Linked DNA regions of Mus musculus: all the other regions are linked to region 4. The links are chromatin contacts, called in public ChIA-PET and promoter capture Hi-C maps. All regions are on one chromosome and are shown on one strand. Each heading gives the region's core, a stretch centred on a gene start, on an enhancer-like site or on the middle of the called end of the contact. The rest is flanking DNA. Distances are from core to core; before and after follow the strand shown. Region 1 has its middle 2.7 kb from the start of Vav1. Region 2 holds the start of Mpnd (MPN domain containing). Region 3 holds the start of Zfp119a (zinc finger protein 119a). Region 4 holds the start of Micos13 (mitochondrial contact site and cristae organizing system subunit 13).

The links. Promoter capture Hi-C pulls out the DNA fragments that hold promoters and counts their contacts. ChIA-PET counts read pairs in DNA pulled down with a chosen protein or histone mark. Capture Hi-C pulls out chosen DNA fragments and counts their contacts.
Region 1: an RNA polymerase II ChIA-PET map of memory CD8 T cells shows a contact between it and region 4, with 53 read pairs. The contact joins the enhancer-like site here to the promoter of Micos13 in region 4. A contact is called at or near these places in 4 of 39 promoter capture datasets (the C10 cell line, liver and pre-B cells) and 4 of 115 datasets of contacts at active chromatin or transcription factors (bone marrow-derived macrophages, memory CD8 T cells, microglia and 1 more).
Region 2: a contact with region 4 is called in a promoter capture Hi-C map of adipose tissue. The contact joins the promoter of Mpnd here to the promoter of Micos13 in region 4. A contact is called at or near these places in 1 of 39 promoter capture datasets (hippocampal neurons), 1 of 115 datasets of contacts at active chromatin or transcription factors (memory CD8 T cells) and 3 of 9 other capture datasets (adipose tissue, embryonic stem cells and liver).
Region 3: a contact with region 4 is called in a promoter capture Hi-C map of pre-B cells, with 2.2 times the contacts expected there. The contact joins the promoter of Zfp119a here to the promoter of Micos13 in region 4. A contact is called at or near these places in 2 of 39 promoter capture datasets (liver and pre-B cells).

Annotation. Positions count from the first base shown.
Region 1 is chr17:57,274,227-57,278,502 of GRCm38.p6, forward strand. No RefSeq gene overlaps it. Among named protein-coding and RNA genes, the nearest start is that of Vav1, 2.7 kb to the right of the region's middle. Within about 2 kb of position 1,340, at least 206 of the 459 cell types and tissues checked have an H3K27ac peak or open chromatin away from gene starts, as enhancers often do. A contact at or near this core is called in bone marrow-derived macrophages, liver, memory CD8 T cells and 3 more, where this site is marked.
Region 2 is chr17:56,006,864-56,010,719 of GRCm38.p6, forward strand. Mpnd (MPN domain containing) reads left to right here and starts at 2,338. Exons shown (of 13, transcript NM_026530.5): 1 at 2,338-2,393; 2 at 2,467-2,723; 3 at 3,414-3,650. The coding sequence starts at 2,387. It overlaps Stap2 (signal transducing adaptor family member 2), which reads right to left and starts at 1,273. Exons shown (of 14, transcript NM_145934.3): 1 at 554-1,273.
Region 3 is chr17:55,876,844-55,881,206 of GRCm38.p6, forward strand. It overlaps Zfp119a (zinc finger protein 119a), which reads right to left and starts at 2,110. Exons shown (of 4, transcript NM_144546.6): 1 at 2,017-2,110. The coding sequence starts at 2,019.
Region 4 is chr17:56,607,511-56,611,289 of GRCm38.p6, forward strand. It overlaps Micos13 (mitochondrial contact site and cristae organizing system subunit 13), which reads right to left and starts at 2,261. Exons shown (of 4, transcript NM_153152.4): 1 at 2,130-2,261; 2 at 1,336-1,513; 3 at 1,128-1,182; 4 at 1-331. The coding sequence starts at 2,158. The coding sequence ends at 234. It also overlaps a transcript of Rpl36 not described here.

The DNA of each region.
Region 1 (4,276 bases), core at 90-2,589, 670 kb after region 4:
TCTGGGTCTTTTGGGGGATAATTTACTTGGGCGGGGGAGCGTAGGGGTGGGGAAACAGGGAAGGGAATAGGCAGACTTGAGGGAGATCTGTGGGTCTACTGTGTCTGTGCACAGCTGCACAAAGATTCAGGGGTGTAGTCTCCAGCAGACACTCCACAGATTCAGGTGGAGTTGGGATCTGGGGGGTCTCACTTTTCACACTAAGCTGATATGGATGATTTAAGACCTACTGTGTATCAGCCTGTCCCTGGAAGCTCAGTTACCCCAATTCCAGCTACAACCAACAACCAACAGAGAGATGAACGAAGATAATTTCTAATGGTCCCTCCTGGTTTAAGCCATGAGACAGGAAGATTCGAGAAGGAAGGCTAGGGGGAGCAGGCTTTTTTTTTTTTAATTTAAATTTTATTTAAATAAACAACATTCAAATTCATTTACATTATATAAAAATTAATTTAAATGACAGACCGGGTGCCCAGGTTCGAGGATGGTGGTCAGAGGACAAATCTGTAGAAAAGGCTCTCTCCTTCCATCTTCACGTGCGTTCCAGGGACGGAACTCAGGCTAGCAGGCTTTAGGGACAAGCGCCCTCATCAGCTGAGTTATATTGCCAGCCCCACGCGGACTGGCGTTCTTTAAGTATGAAAGGAGGCGGTAACTTGGGAGCTGAGACCTAGGTTTAGATTGAGGCAAGTTTTGGGATGCCTGAGAGGTCCGTGGTGGTGGGGTATGGAGAATGAAGAGTGAGGCGGTTAGACGGGCTAATTTTGATCTTTTCACAGGACCAAAATGCTGATGTGGGTGAGGAGTGGACCAGAAAAAGAGGCCAGGAGGGGAGACCACTCAGTAAGAGGCGCGCCCCGTTTTAGCCAGTGACCACAGGGGAGTTTAGGAAAGGTTTTGGAGCCAGCCAGGGAGGGAGGGGCAGATCCGGATTTGCGATGGCGTACACGAAAGTGGAAGCCAAGAGTATTTCCGCAGAGAGCAGGAAACACGCTGGGAGCTGCGCGAGGGCCACCTAAGACACGCCTGGGTTCCCGGACACGCATGACGCGTGGCTATTCACTTGGAGAGCTATTCCGGCGCCCGCAGACTGTCTTGGATAGATCCTCCGGTTCTCCCTAAGGGCTGATGGCTCCACCCTGACCAGTAGGGAGCCCGGGATCTTACAACGACCACCTCCTCACTTACCTGGAGGGGACTCGGGGAATCCGACGGGACTCAACCTGAAGGCTCAGCCGCTGAGCAGCGAAATGCCCACACCCCAGCTAGGCCCAGCCTCCGCTGCCCTCACCTGGCTGGTGCCCAGCCCCGGCCCCTGGCTCCGCCCCTATAAGCCCCGCCCCATCGAGGCCCTCTCCGTCAGGCCCCGCCTCCATAGGAACCTCCCAGGCGCTCAACCAGCCCCTTTGGAACAAGTCCCCGTCGGAAGCCGCGCTCCCTTTGAACCTCTGTGTGTGTGTGTGTGTGTGTGTGTGTGTGTGTGTGTGTGTGTGCGTGCGCGCGCGCCTGTGCATGTGCGCGCGCGCGTGTTTGTCTTGTTCTCTTTATTTCTTTTCCTTGGCATCTCCAAGTGGCCCTTACTTACTGTCCAGTTCTTTAAACAGACGCCCCACCTCCTCACGGCCACGCCCCACTAGTGCTGAAGTTTGGGAAACTAGAACGATTTTTACGCTTTCTTTCTTTTTCCTCTTCGTTTTTTTCTCCTATCTCCCAGCTCCTTTATAGCACTCAGCTATGTATCCGAGGATGACTTAGGCTCCTGATCCTTGAGAGCCGGGATGACAGGTGTGCCATATCTGGTTTATGTGGTGGCTGGGACTGACCTGAGAGAGCGCCCTGCCCACTGAGGGCCAGCCTCAAGCTCTGGAATGACTTTTACTACATGCCATGTCTCCCTGAACGAGTTGAGGCTGTCTCTCCAAATCCCCAGGGATTCAAGTCGGTTCAGGGCAGCTCTGGGGCTGTGGCGTCAAACCTGCAGCTTCCTCCAGGCCCGCCCCCGCCCCGGTTTGGAATTGTGAGAAAGGCGACAGCCTCCCGCTAAAGACGGGATCGGGCTGGATTTTGGGACCAGGACGAGGAAAGAGGGAATCTTTTCTCAGGTTGGGGGTGGGGCTGTATCCTGATGGCTGGAGAAGAGTTAGAGGAAGTCGAGGGTTGGGAATTTGCGGCAAGAGAGGCAATACTACGTTTATTCAAAGGCCACGTTTGTACACTGGCCCAGCACGCAGGAATCAGGATTTCAGCGTCAGCCTTAGATACATCACGAAGTTCAAGGTCAGTCTGAGCTCTACATGAGACTTTAGTAAAGTATTCTATATAATAGAGGCAGCCCTCATTAAACTCCTACGGTAAACCAAGACAATTCGGCTTGCCTTCTCTTGTCTCAACGGCTCAGTTTTCAGTTACATCCTCCTAGGAATGAGACGTGTACCATTCACCCCCATTTTCTCTATGGAGAGATCGAAGCACGAGACGAGAGGAACTAAGCCATTCGTGCAAATGTACCTCAGCTTGGAAGTGGTGGAGATGGAATTCGAATCTAGAAACCTAGTGGGCGCTCTCCAGCTGCCTCTCGTTTTTGTTTTGTTTTCACTGCCTGGCCTTCCTACCCTAACTGCGTGCAAAGAAAACAAATTGTTACCCGGTTTAGAGAAGAGGGAGAGGACGCGTAGGAAGTCACAGACGCCAAAAATAGGGGATAGAAATTGTCCTCGCCTGTAAGGTTGCAAAACGGGAGGGTTTTCAGGTTGTGCCCACCCCTACCCATATCCTCAGTGCGTAAATGAGACTCAAGCTGGTCCAGTGAAGCCGTTTAGCGCCGCCTAGAGGCCATAAGGATAAAAGGTGGGGTGCTAAGGAAGCGGCTTGGAATCTGGTGGGTTAGTCAGGGAGAGGCTTGCTTGCCAAGGTAATTTTAGTTCCTGAGAAGCTATGGTCAGGAAAGCAGTACATATTTGTTAGACAAATCAACTAATAAATGACAGGGAAGGGCACTGGTGACCTTGACTCGGACGAGAACTCACAGCAGGGAAGGTGGGCTTATAGTATGATAATTAAGGGTGGAGGAGGGCTGTGGCTTAAAATTTAGGAAGACTTAAGGGAAAAAAAATGACATTTGGGGGCTGGGGAGATGGTTCAGTCAAATGCTTGCTACTCAAATGAGAGGACAAGAGTTCAAATCCCTAGGGCACAATTAAAGCAGGAGGAGGTAGTCTGTGCTCTTTAATCTCAGTGCTCCTAAGACGAGATGGGGGCAGAGACAATTCTGGAAGTTCAGCTAGCCAGGAGCAGTTAGCCCAGGAGTAAGAGAGACTCTATGTTAAGTATGTGGAAGAGAGGGTCTACACTGAGGCTGTCCTGCCACCTCAACACACACGCCATAGTGTTCTCTCTCTCTCTCTCTCTCTCTCTCTCTCTCTCTCTCTCTCTCTCTCTTTCTCACACACACACATACAAGTTTTAAAGAAAAAAGGAAAAGTGGGTGGTGAGGGTGAGAGGGCTCTGTGGGCAAAGGTGATTGCTACCAAGCCTAATGATCTGAGCTCAATCGTTGGGGCTTGCATGGTGGAAAGAGGACCTACTCCCTTGGGCTGGTGAGATGGCTCAGTGGGTTAGAGCACCTGACTGCTCTTCCGAAGGTCCAGAGTTCAAATCCCAGCAACCACATGGTGGCTCACAACCATCCGTAACAAGATCTGACCCCCTCTTCTGAAGTGTCTGAAGACAGCTACAATGTACTTACATATAATAAATAAATAAATAAATAAATCTTTAAAAAAAAAAAAAAGAGGACCTACTCCCCCATGTTAACCTTTGACCTCCACACATGTACTGTGCCCCACATGTACCTTCACACATACACACATACATATGTATATATATACACACACACACATATATATATGTAATAAAAGTGAAATGGCTTTCAAAGTAGAATATATTTTCTAATGTTTATTATAGTTCTATTTGTTGGCAGTTTCCTACATGTTAACAACCTATCTTCGTCCTACCCACCCTCAACTCCCCTCTGACTCCGAATGAGAGTGGACTCTCTTTACCTTATCCCCACTTTCTTGCTCTTTTGTAACCCTTTGCATCCATTACTGCTGCCTGTGGGCATGTTGGCTCCCTCCTGGCTTTGTCTTGTGCTGCCACCATAACTGCACGGAGTTCATGAGCGTAGTGGCCATGGGTATGCCCTGGAGATAGCATTTCACATCCCCCGCCCCCGACTCTTACCGACTTTCTGTTCCTTCTCCCTTGAGCCTCG
Region 2 (3,856 bases), core at 1,088-3,587, 600 kb before region 4:
AGGTGCGGGACAGCAGGCCTGACGTTCACTGCTTTTGGTACTTTGAAATTTTATAACAAACCGCAAACCAAGTCAGTTTATTTCTTTAGCTTTCTACTTTTTTTTTTTTTTTCCCCTTGTCGCTGTAGAAGCAACTCAAGCCCTTTGCACAACCTGAGTAAGTGCTCTATCGGTTACACACAGCCCTTCCCAGTGTGATTCTGCGCTGAGGTTCTGCCCTGACCACGCCCCCAGGCCCCCCACTAAGAACGGTCTTGAGAGGGCCTGGGCGCCTGGCTTGTGGTGGTAGTGTACCTGGCTCCTGGCTAGGACAAGGCTCTAAGGTCAATTCCAGTACAATTGATCAGTGTGTAATTGTAAATTTGGCCAGGCGTGGTAGTACATTTGGGTTTTCCCAGAACTTGGGAGGAAGAGACCGGAGCAGCCGTAGTTACATAGTAACTTGAGTCTAGTGCGGTCTGCCTGAGATGCTATTTTGGGGATGGGGGGGTGGGGGGTGGCGGAGGTTCAAGACAGGATTTCTCTGAATTGCCCTGGCTGTCCTGGAACTCACTCTGTAGACCAGGCTGGCGTTGAATTTAGAAATCCACCGGCTTCTGCCTCCCAAGTGCTAGGATCACAGGCCACCACTGCCCTGCGAGATGCTATTTTCAAAAGGCAAAGGCAGAACAGATTGTGAACTCATTTTCTTCAGTTCCCAGCTAGGGCACCTGGACTTTACACAGGTAAAAGGGTGGAGATGGGGACCCAGATAGTGGCTGTGAGTGGCACAACCTTCCTTTATCTTCAACCAATGTTATCTTTAGGTTTCTGTACATTGTCAAGCCACAGTAGTTGCTTCAAAGTGTCAAAGGCCACAGGGGAGCTAGGTGTGGGGATGCAAGCCTATGACGTAAGCAGGAGGGGGCTGAGCAGGAGGATCACTGCAAGTGGAAGGAAGGAAAAGAAAAATTAGCCGGGAGCCAAGGACTGTTGTAGCGCAAGGATAGGATGTGGCAGTAGTTACATCATAGAAAAGTCCCTTTTGGATCGAGGTGGAAGATAAACAGGATGAAAACGTCCAGTGAGCAGAACTTGGAGCCTCTCTCAAGGCTTTGCCTGTTTACAAGATGGTTAGACCTGCATATTGTGCCGGGACTTGGAAGCGGTAAACTATGGAGCCCAAAGTCTGGTGGCCTGGGCTAAGGGAAGAGTGGTTCTCGGACTGGTGAGATGGCTCAGTGGGTAAGAGCACCCGACTGTTCTTCCGAAGGTCAGGAGTTCAAATCCCAGCAACCACATGGTGGCTCACAACCATCCATAACGAGATCTGACTCCCTCTTCTGGAGTGTCTGAGGACAGCTACAGTGTACTTACATATAATAAATAAATAAACAAATCTTAAAAAAAAAAAAGAATGATTCTCATTACTCAGACCTTTCCAGAGCATCCTGCCTCTTTCCCCAGTTTGAGGCCACCCGGATTTTCAGACCTCCCTGGGTTGGGGTAATCTGTGATGAAGGACAAATCAGGATGAGAACAAAGGCCCAGGGCCTTGGGCGCCTAGTAACACCGCCCCTTCCCGCTCGCTGATTACACGTGAACGCCGATTGGCTGAGTGGGAACCATCCCTTGTCGCTGATTGGATGCTGGAGGCACCTGGTGATTGGCTGATGAGAACTGCCATTGGGCTGAGTTAACCCTAGAAAGGCTAAAGCTGGCCAGGCTCAGACCTTTCGATCCAGCTATAACGCGCAGCTGCTTTCCTAAAGCGGCTCTACATTTCTTACAAACCTGTTTCTTCCCTGCTCCCAACCATCAAGGGCTCTGCCTTTAGCTAGCGCACTAGCCTCACTAGCAGCTTCCTTCATCGCTGCTGTAGGCTGAGGGAATCATGAGCTCCAGGATGCAGCCCCACTAAGGGAGTATAGTCCCCCTGAGAGCAGGGGATGGGGGGCGGCGTCCTGAGTCTGTTTTTCCCTCTAGTTCACCATCTGCTTCAGTTTCCCTTGTGTCCCAAGGTCTTCCCTCATTTCTTTAACTGCGCGTGGGCAGGCCCAAGACCTAAGGTTTCCATCTCTTTCCTGAAAGCTGAGCCACTCCTGCTCAGGGATCAAAGTTGCAACCTAGTAGCTGGTGGCCTCGAGTATGGTATCTCTAGTCCCTGAATGAGAAGGTCCTGGGCCTGTTTCCTTCTCCAGGTCTCCCCCAACCTCCAGCTTTAGTTTCGCCAAATTGCACCGGATCGCTCCAACTCCAGTGCAAGCACAACCCAACCGCTCCGTATCCCCTCCGCCCCCGGCGGGCCAAACCTCCCCACCCATTTTCAGTAACCAATAGACTGCTGTGTCCCCGCGCGGGGAGGAGCCCGTTCACTCGGAGGAGGCTGTGCCGGGACACAGCGTCCATGGCAGGTAGGATGGTCCGCGCAGGCGGGGACGGGGCAGCGGGACGCGACCTCTGCAGCCAGTTGCTATTTCGCTGCAGCTCCCGAGTCTCTGTCTCCCGGGGCCACGGCCGAGGAGGCGCCGGAGGAGGATGAGGACGACGCGGAGGCCGAGGACCCCGAGCGCGGGACGGGTAGCGGAGGGCGCAGCGGCAGCCTCGGTGGCAGCGGAGGCGGCACGGCAGGGCCTGGGATGGCCCTAGGGGGCGCGCTCACGAGGCGCGCGGTCACGCTTCGGGTGCTGCTCAAAGACGAGCTGCTGGAGCCCGGTGAGGGGGTGCTATCCATCTACTACCTGGTGAGCGACCCCCGGAGACCGTTCATGTCCTCCACTGCTAGCGTATAAAGAGAAACTGAAGCCCAGAGGAACCGTGTTAATCACAATGCCACATAGCTATAACCACTGCCATCTGGGTGTGTCCGCGGGCAACCAATCTGTGTGATTGCGGCTTCCCCATCTGTAAAATGAGGCCTTCCTTCCCAGGCTCTCTATGAAGATGATGGCTTCAAAACTGTGTACTGTTATTTAAAATGATCGCCCAAAAAACTCTTTGTGATACCAAGAATGGAAGGGAGCTTTACCCCTGACTATGCCCCCAGCCCCCTCACTGCGGGATTCTAAGCAGGGGGTCAATTCCTGACCTTGCACCCAACCAACCCCTCACTTGGGAATTTTAGGCAGGAGTTCTACCTCTGAGAACAGTCTTATTAAGTATTCCAAGCAGGTTCTGAAGTTGTGTGCTTCCTGCCTCAGCTTCCCCAGTAGTTGGGCTGACAGGCCTGGGCCGTTATGCCTGCTCTGGCTGCCATTACTTAATTTTAAAGTTGTGCATCTGGGTGTGGAGTGCCAGGAGTACTGGTGTGAAAGATGGAGTTCCTGTGACAGTACCTCTTGGGAGCCTTAGAAGAACAAGGACGCCAAGCCTCAGGGAGAAAGGAGTTAGGAATCACTAGGACTGAAGTGTTTCAGCCCCCTCTGTCGCTGCAGGGCAGGAAGTTTACTGGGGACCTGCAGCTGGATGGCAGGATCGTGTGGCAGGAAACTGGACAAGTCTTCAACTCACCCAGCGCCTGGGCCACACACTGCAAGAAGCTCGTCAACCCAGCCAAGAAATCTGGCTGTGGCTGGGCCTCTGTCAAGTACAAGGGCCAGAAGCTGGACAAATACAAGGCCGCCTGGCTTCGCCGGCACCAGCTACATATGCCTGTAGCTACGGCCGATGAGGTAGGAAGTACGTGCCTTCCACCTTGCGCTGTGGGGATGAGGTTGCAAAGGCCGTGGGGCAAGATAGAGTCTGATGTGATTCAGCAAGACGGCCTGAATTCTGAAGCACGGGAAGGAGGAAGGCAGGGAGGGGCAAGCAAGGCCAGGAGGGCCTCCTGGGCTGCCCGGAGGACTTGGGCTTTGATCCTGAAGGAGGTGGGGGTCAT
Region 3 (4,363 bases), core at 860-3,359, 730 kb before region 4:
ACAAGGGCAAAAAAGAAGTCATATTCTTCACCAAAATATCACAAGAGCAAATTCTAGATAACATAGGAAAGTTCTTTCCCTTTGAAAGCTCTTGAGACAGGCAGGCCACCAGAATTCAATTCACCCTCAGCACTGATGTCGTCCATATTTCTGCTAGGATGGCCCATTAAGCTCCACTTAAAGTACTCCGCAGGTTTACAAACCCAAAGATCCAAAATTTGAATTCATCCAAACAAAAGTATGGTTAGGCCTATCACAGCAATACCCTAGTCCCTGGTACCAACTTCTCTCTTAATCAGGGTCTTGTTGCTGTGAAGAGACACCATAACCAAAGCAATTTGTATAAAATGAAACATTTAACTGGGGCTGACTTACAGTTTCAGAGATCCAGTCCATTATCATCATGGCAGAAAGCATGGCAGCCTGCAGGCAGACAGGGCGCTAGAGGAGCTGAGAGTTCTAAACCTTGATCCAATTGCAACCAGGAGACTTTCTTCCACAGGCAGCTAAGAAAAGGCTCTCTACACTGGGTGAAGCTTGAGCTGTAGCAGACCGTAAAGCCTACCCTCTTAGTCACACTCTTCCTCTAACAAGGCCACACCTCTTCCGATGAGGCTCTAACCTCCTAATAGTGCCACTTCCCACGGGCCAAGCATATTCAAACCATCACAGGCTCCTAGTCTAGCAATAATTCAAAATGTAATTATTCTCATTTCAAAGATCTCCATATTATATCACAGTCCCAACACTGTTTAAATGTCTAAAGTTTCGTCGAATACTAAGGGCAATCTCTTGACTTTGACATCATATAAACTCAAAATATACAAATTCTATAAATCAAAATAAACAAAAAGTATAACTTCTCAACATGCATGGGCTCAGAATACACTTTTCCTTTACAAAGAAGGAAAGATTGGACCAAGGCAACCCTGTGGGGCATAAATCAAATCATATAGGCAATGAGAATAAGAGCATTTTTGTGACATCTGAACAGAAAGAGAGAGCAAGATTAGAAGGAGAATACAGAGTGGAACAACTTAGAAACCATAGATAACATAAAAAAAAAAAAAAACAACTATGAGAGCAATGTACAGAATGCAGAGGGAAGAGAAAAAAAAAAGAGCTGCAGAGAGCAGAAGGAGCAGGCAGACTTCTCCTTACTATGGGACAGAACAGGTCTTTTCTAACTAACAAGGAAGGTTTGGTCTTAGTAAATAAAGAGAACAAAGCTTTACTCCTCTACACTAACTCCTCTAGAGGGGTTACAGGCTTCCTTAAAATAACCTTCCCTAACTTGTCTAAGAAGAAATTAAACAATTGGAGGCCTGCAAACTCAGGTTTAAGTGTGTATCTTTTCTCTGATTGCTCGCTATTATCCCTTGTTTCCCTCCCCACCCAGTTCTCTCAGAGAACCGGGAAAACCTGCCTGCACAGTACTTCCTGGGAAAGAATAGAGATCAACAGAACATGAGAGAAAATTTAGAAAGAAAAGAAAAAAAAACACACAACTAAAATAGAGTAAATGTTGATGAAAGAGGCCAGGAAACCCAGTGAGCCTGGCCTTACTAACACACGTTACTGGACGGTCAAGGCATCTACAAGTCTGTGTCGATGGCAAACACTTTGCATCTGCACAGAATTAACTGCGGACGGATCATACATCAGAACCTCAGGTGCCAAGTGCAGAACTTGTAGAAGACACCGGAGAAACTAGGGTTCTCCATGTCAGCACATCTGCCTTCCCTGGACACAGGAAAAGCAGCTGAGGCGCTCACTGCATGGTGACGTCAGCAACAAGGATGTTTTCACTCCAGGACCCGCGCCCCACACTCTGCGCAGGCGCAGCCCGGGATCGAAGTCAGACGTCCGGCTTCCGCTCCGGAGGTGCAGGGACCTCAGGTGAACAAACGCAATCACGCCGGGCGGCGAGTCTGACCGCCGGTTCCCGCACCCCGGGAGGAACCCCACACAGTCTCCCAAGGCTCCTCCCCGCGTGGGGACGGCGGCCCCGCTCACCATGGCGTGGAGACCGAGCTCGCCCCGCTCTCCTCACAGCTCCCGGCAGCGGGTGGCAGACCAGGACACGGAACCACAAGAGCCTCCCTCAGACCCGAGCCCGAACCTTTAGTATTAGGGAACGGAAGTGCTCTCCCCATTCTGGCTAGCGGATCCATGCGGCCGTGATTGGCTAGTAAGGAATGAGTGACAGCTCCCCTAGTCACCGAGGGCTGTGAAGTATCACAGCACAGTGGTTCCCAGTCCTGGTGTCCGCTCAGGCACAGAACTGTCTCAGACGCGGAGAGACAGGCATTGCCATAGAACTTGCGCCTGTTAGCGTACAGGCAGGTCCACAAGCCTACTCTCGGGGACCTAGCAGAGACTTCTGTCATCAGATGCCATCACCTGCCGATGCCATCAGGCGCGCCCGGTCTGTTTCAGGATGAATGTATCCACCCACCAGCCACCGGAGCTCTCTCCCTACTCGGCAGGCCGTCTCTCTGTTCCCGGTGTGCGCTCCTTTCTCTCTCTGCCTGTCATATGCCCACTTCTCTGCCTCTGTCCCTTCGCCAGGACCTCAGTCCCCCAACCCCCACCCCCCAATAAAGCTTTTTTACACCAGATGCATGGCGTAATTTCTCAGGACACACTTCAGCTCGATCTGCCAAAGCTACTTCACCTCACTCCATTATGTTTCCTAACAGCAGGACTGCACAGTCGTCCCTGCTCTGCTGCACTCAGGAGGCTCCTTAATCTAGGCACAAGGTCTCTAGCATACACAGATCACTAAACAACCTCAAGTGGAGTGATCCACCTGCCTCACAGCCAAAAGAGCATCCAGACTATCCAGGTCAAATTTAAACCTCCTGGTTGATATTCACCAGGCATCATCCATTTTTAAAAAGACTCATCTAAATTGCTCACACTTCTTTCAGCTAAACACTGGTAGCCAAAACACTAACACATTCCCAGCCTTTAGTGGTTGCACTGGCTCATTATGCCAGCACTTGGGAAGTGGAGTCAGGACATCAAAAGTTTAAGCCTAGTAATTCCAGGACAGCCAGGGAGGATACACAAAGAAATCCTGTCTCCAAAAAAAAAAAGTTTAAACCAGCTTGGTCTATGAACCCAAACACCAACTATTCTGGCCCCCAAAGGGGAGGTGACCAGGGTGTGATCAAGTGACCATAGGTGTGTGGGTTCATTTCTGGGTCTTCAATTCTGTTCCATTGATCTACCTGCCGGTCTCTATACCAATACCATGCAGTTTTTATCACTATTGCTCTGTAATACAGCTTGAGGTCAGGGATAGTGAATTCCCCCAGAATTTCTTTTATCATTGAGAATAGTTTTCATTATCCTGTTTCGTTTTGTTTTACTTTTTTTGTTATTCCAGATGAATTTGCAAATTGCTCTTTCTAACTGTGTGAAGAATTGAGTTGGAATTTTGATGGGGATTACATTGACTCGGTAGATTGTATGGGGCAAGGTGGCCATTTTTACTATATTAATCCTGCCAATCCATGAGCATGGGAGATCATTCCATCTTCTGAGATCTTCCATTTCTTTCTTCAGGGACTCGAAGTTCTTGTCATACAGATCTTTCATTTGCTTGGTTAGAGTCACACTAAGGTATGTAATAGTACCGTGACTATTGTGAAGGGTGTCATTTCCCTAATTTCTTTCTCAGCCTGTTTATCATTTGAGTACAGGAAGGCTACTGATTTGTTTGAGTTCCTTTTATATCCAGCCACCTTGCTGGAGTTGTTTATCAGCTGTAGGAGTTCTCTGGTAGAATTTTTGGGGTCACTTAAGTGTAATATCATTATCATCTGCAAATAGTGATATTTTGACTTCTTCCTTTCCAACTTGTATCCCTTTCATCTCCTTTTGTTGTCTAATTCTCTGGCTAGGACTCCGAGTACTTTATTGAATAGGTAAGGAGAGAGCGGGCAGCCTTGTCTAGTCCCTGATTTTAGTGGGATTGCTTCAAGTTTCTCTCCATTTAGTTTGATGTTGGCTATTGGTTTGCTGTGTATTGCTTTTATTATGTTTAGGTATGGGCCTTGAATTCCTGATCTTTCCAAGACTTTTATCATGAAGGGGTGTTGGATTTTGTCAAATGCTTTCTCAGTTTGTTTATGTAGTAGATTACATTGATGGATTTCCGTATTATTGAACCATCCCTGCATCCCTGGGATGAAACCTACTTGACCGTGGTGAATGATCGTTGTCTTAGTCAGGTTTTCTATTCCTGGACAAAATATCATGACCAAGAAGCAAGTTGGGGAGGAGAGGGTTTATTCGGCTTACACTTCCACATTGCTGTTCATCACTTAAGGAAGTCAGGACTGGAACTCAAGCA
Region 4 (3,779 bases), core at 1,011-3,510:
TCTTTCTGGGCTCCAAACATTACATCTGGAACATAGAGATCCCTGTTAGCCAGGACTCTGCCCATAAAGCAAAGGCTCTACATCCCCCCCCCACCAGAAAACCGGCTGGGGACCATTCCCAAGTCCTTTATTGGGCCAGCAATGCTGGAAGCTGCCCTCAGAGTGAGGTCCCCACTGGGATGTCTCTGCCATCCTGGTCTTGACCCCCATAATGCTGGGGCAGGTGGCATCCATTACTTGCTGTGTTCCTTGAGGTACTCCCAGCCCTCCTTGGAGTATTCTCGGGCCTTGGAGGGGGCCACCGACAAGGCTGACATGACTGAGATGATGCCTGCAGAGACAGCACACAGGTGCCATAAGGTCCCCACCTTGCCAGAGCCACTCAGCCAGCCAACCCCTGGGGAGTGCAAGAGCAGTACATGGAGGAGGAATGGGACTAGCCTTTCCTGATGGACAAGTTCCAGTGTGGATCTAAACCACAACCCCTTCCCTATGCTCTGTTTTAAAAGGTTTCATCTCACTAATATATTCCAAGGTTATCCTCAAACTCTCAGTCCTTCTGCCTCAGCTCTTCCCAGTGCTGAGATTATAGGTGTGTATAACAATATCCAGCTTTTCTTTGTGGAGACAAGGTCTCATATATCCCATATGGCCTGGAATTCCCTATGTAGTCAAAGATGACCCTGAAATCCTTCATTCTCTTGCCTGCACTGAGTGCTGAGATGACAGACCTACAAACACCATGCCTGATTTATGGGGTGCTGACGACAGGACCCAGAGCTTTATGCATGCTAGGAAAGATCTTTACCACTGATCTACAACCCCAACCCCTTAGGGTTTTTTTAAGTATTTTGTTTTTCCTATTTTTGAGAAAGGATGTCCCTGTGTAGTCCTGGCTATAGATCAAGCTGGCCTTGAAACTACAATTTTCCTGCCTCGGCCTCCCAAATACTAAAGTCACAATCATGGGCCACCATACCCAGTCCTTTCTACTTAGTTCCATAGGTGATATACAGGCACACAAACAGGAAAACATGGAGGAGTAGAAAGGGTCAATGAGGTAAACAGGGCTGGGAGAGAGGCTGGGGTGCCCAGGCATCCCCCCAAGCAGGGGCATAGGGGCCTACCTGAGTTCCAGGAATCACGGAAGTTTGGAAATTTAATCTTTGGAGGGGTTGGGAGCTGGGAAGAAAGAGGAACACGGGCTGACACGGGAAACAGGTCACAGCCTTGTCTCCCAAACCCAGAAACACAAAACTCCACCAAGCAGGGGTGGAGGAGGCCCCAAGGACACCCAGAAGCAACCTGTAGGCCACCCACTCCCAGCCAAGGTACCTGTGGCATCTCCAGACCTGTCTGCTGGCACACATATTGGCTGAACTGGTACATTGCTGGTGGCACAACCTCCTCGGCCTTCCGCAGGGCAGCCTCACTCTTGTCACTAGGCCCCAGCAGCTCCTGGTCATAAACAAGGTAGACTGCTCCTCCAGCCACACTTCCCTTAATGAGGAACCTTCAGGAATACATGAAGGGAGACGCTGTGGGGGGCAGGATCTCAGAGATCAGACAGTTGATCATTTTTTGTTGTTGTTGTTTTGTTTTTCGAGACAGGGTTTCTGTGTAGCCCTGGCTGTCCTGGAACTCACTCTGTAGACCTGGCTGGCCTCGAACTCAGAAATCCGACTGCCTCTGCCTCCTAAGTGCTGGGATTAAAGGCGTGTGCCACCACTCCCGGCCAGTTGATCATTTCATTTGCCTTTGTGACACGACTTTTAGCAGTAAACGGAGTCTTAAAGAGAGACAGGGTGGGTCATTCGAAACCCTGCAAAGGATAATGGACACTCAAGATCCCTGGTACAAAACCTTCCAGGGTGTCTGGCGGAGCTTCCCCGCAAGTTACTCAAGTCAGCTACGGAGGGAGATGGGCAGGATTGCCTACGCATCTGAATTGCACCTAAGAGTAAATTGAAGCAGTAGGGTGATAAGGGCTGGCTGAAGCCAGTTTCCCTACACAGACCGTGAGAAAGGTCCGTAACAACCGGAAGTGAGCCGTCGCAGGACCCTAAGCCACGAGGCAGAGATGCCTACAGCCCCGAACTTTCTCAGGGCCTCCACGATTGTCCACGCACCTCATTAGCGACCACACTCGAGCCACCATGGTTAGTCTCTCGCTTCACTCGCCGCGCAAGGACAAGTAATTCGCCCGCCGCTTCCGGTTGGTGTCGCTGCTGAGACTCCTGGGAAATGTAGTGGTCGCTGTCAGCCGCAATGGAGTTAGACTCTTGTAGGTCGAGGTCCGTGGCTGCCGCAATTCTTTCTGGGAAATGTATTAGTTAGGCGGAAGACCAAAGAAGGGCTAGGCCGCGAAGGCTCCTGGGAAATGTAGTCTGGAGGCACGACAGAGACGAGCCCTCGGAAGACACTGGTCGGATTCCCCGCGCCCGCGCGGAGAATTGAGTGTCCCCCAGGTGAAGCAAGCCTAAGTGATGGTTACCACGGCAACGCGAGGGCTGGATTGTTCCAGAGAAGCAGGCCTTTGGTTCACGTGAGCGGTTAGGGGTGTGGCTCTAACCTAGGAAGCTTGGAGAGGCTACAGATGGCCTGTGAGATGGACGCTTGCCAAGGTTGTTGACTTGCCAAGGCCAAGGCGCTGGAGGATCCCTGCCGGGTAGAAGTCTTGGGGTCATGTGAGAACGGGTTGGCGGTGGGTGGTCCGGAGTACAAGGAGCCACACTGGGGTGCGAAGTGCCGCAGGAGGGGTTAGCGGCCAAGTGGACATCATGTAGATCCCTGTTCGGTTGCAAGGTGAGCTTGAGCAGATGTGCACCATGGATGCATGGATGCCTTGTAATTGTCTATGGAGACCTATTGTCCTAATTACTTCTCAGTTGTCCTGACAAAGCACCATGGCCAAGGCAACTCAATAGAAGGAAAAGTTTTCTGCTTCCAGTTTCAGAGGACCATGACCATCGTAACGCGGAGCATGACAGCAGGCAAACCGGGATGGCGCTGGAGCAGCAGCTGAGAGCTTACATTGTGGCTCATAAGCTGAAAGAGACTACAGGGTATTGTGTGGGCTTTTGAAACCTTAAAGTCCACACCACTGTCACCCCTGCCCCAAGAAAACTTATCTCCTAATCCTTGCCAAACAGTTCTACCAAATGGGGACCAAGCATTCAAATACATGAAACTGTAGGGGTCATTCCGATTCAACCATACACAAGACCCCCCCCACACACAACTTTATTTCTTTATTACTTATTTTTGTGTTGGGTTTGGTTTGGTTTGCCTTTGGTTGGTTATTGTTTGCTTGCTTGTTTTGAGGCAAGGTTTGTCTAACAGTCCTGGCTGTCCTGGAACTCACTTTGTGGCCCAGGCTGGCCTCGAACTCACAGCTCTGCCTGCATCTGCCTCTTAAGTGTTGGTATTAAAGTGTGTTCCACCATCACCCAGCTTTGTGGGTTTTTTTCTTTTTTAGACGGGGTCTTATTCTTTGTACGTGATTGGTCTGGAACTCATATGGACCAAAGCTGAATTCTCCTGCCTGGGCCTCCTCATTCCTGCTTTTACAGACATGTCCAGTGTCTATGGTGACATTTTCTCCTTTTCACCCAGAACTAAAATAAACCAACCCTCATGACTAAGAATGGGTGAGAGGAGCCTAGAACATGGCAAGGTAGCATGTGGCATTGCCAGTAGCGCTTAGACAGTGTATCTTTGGACCTAAGATTTGAAAGAAGTAAGTTTTAGGGAAGAGCGTCCAAGCAAGAACTCAGCCA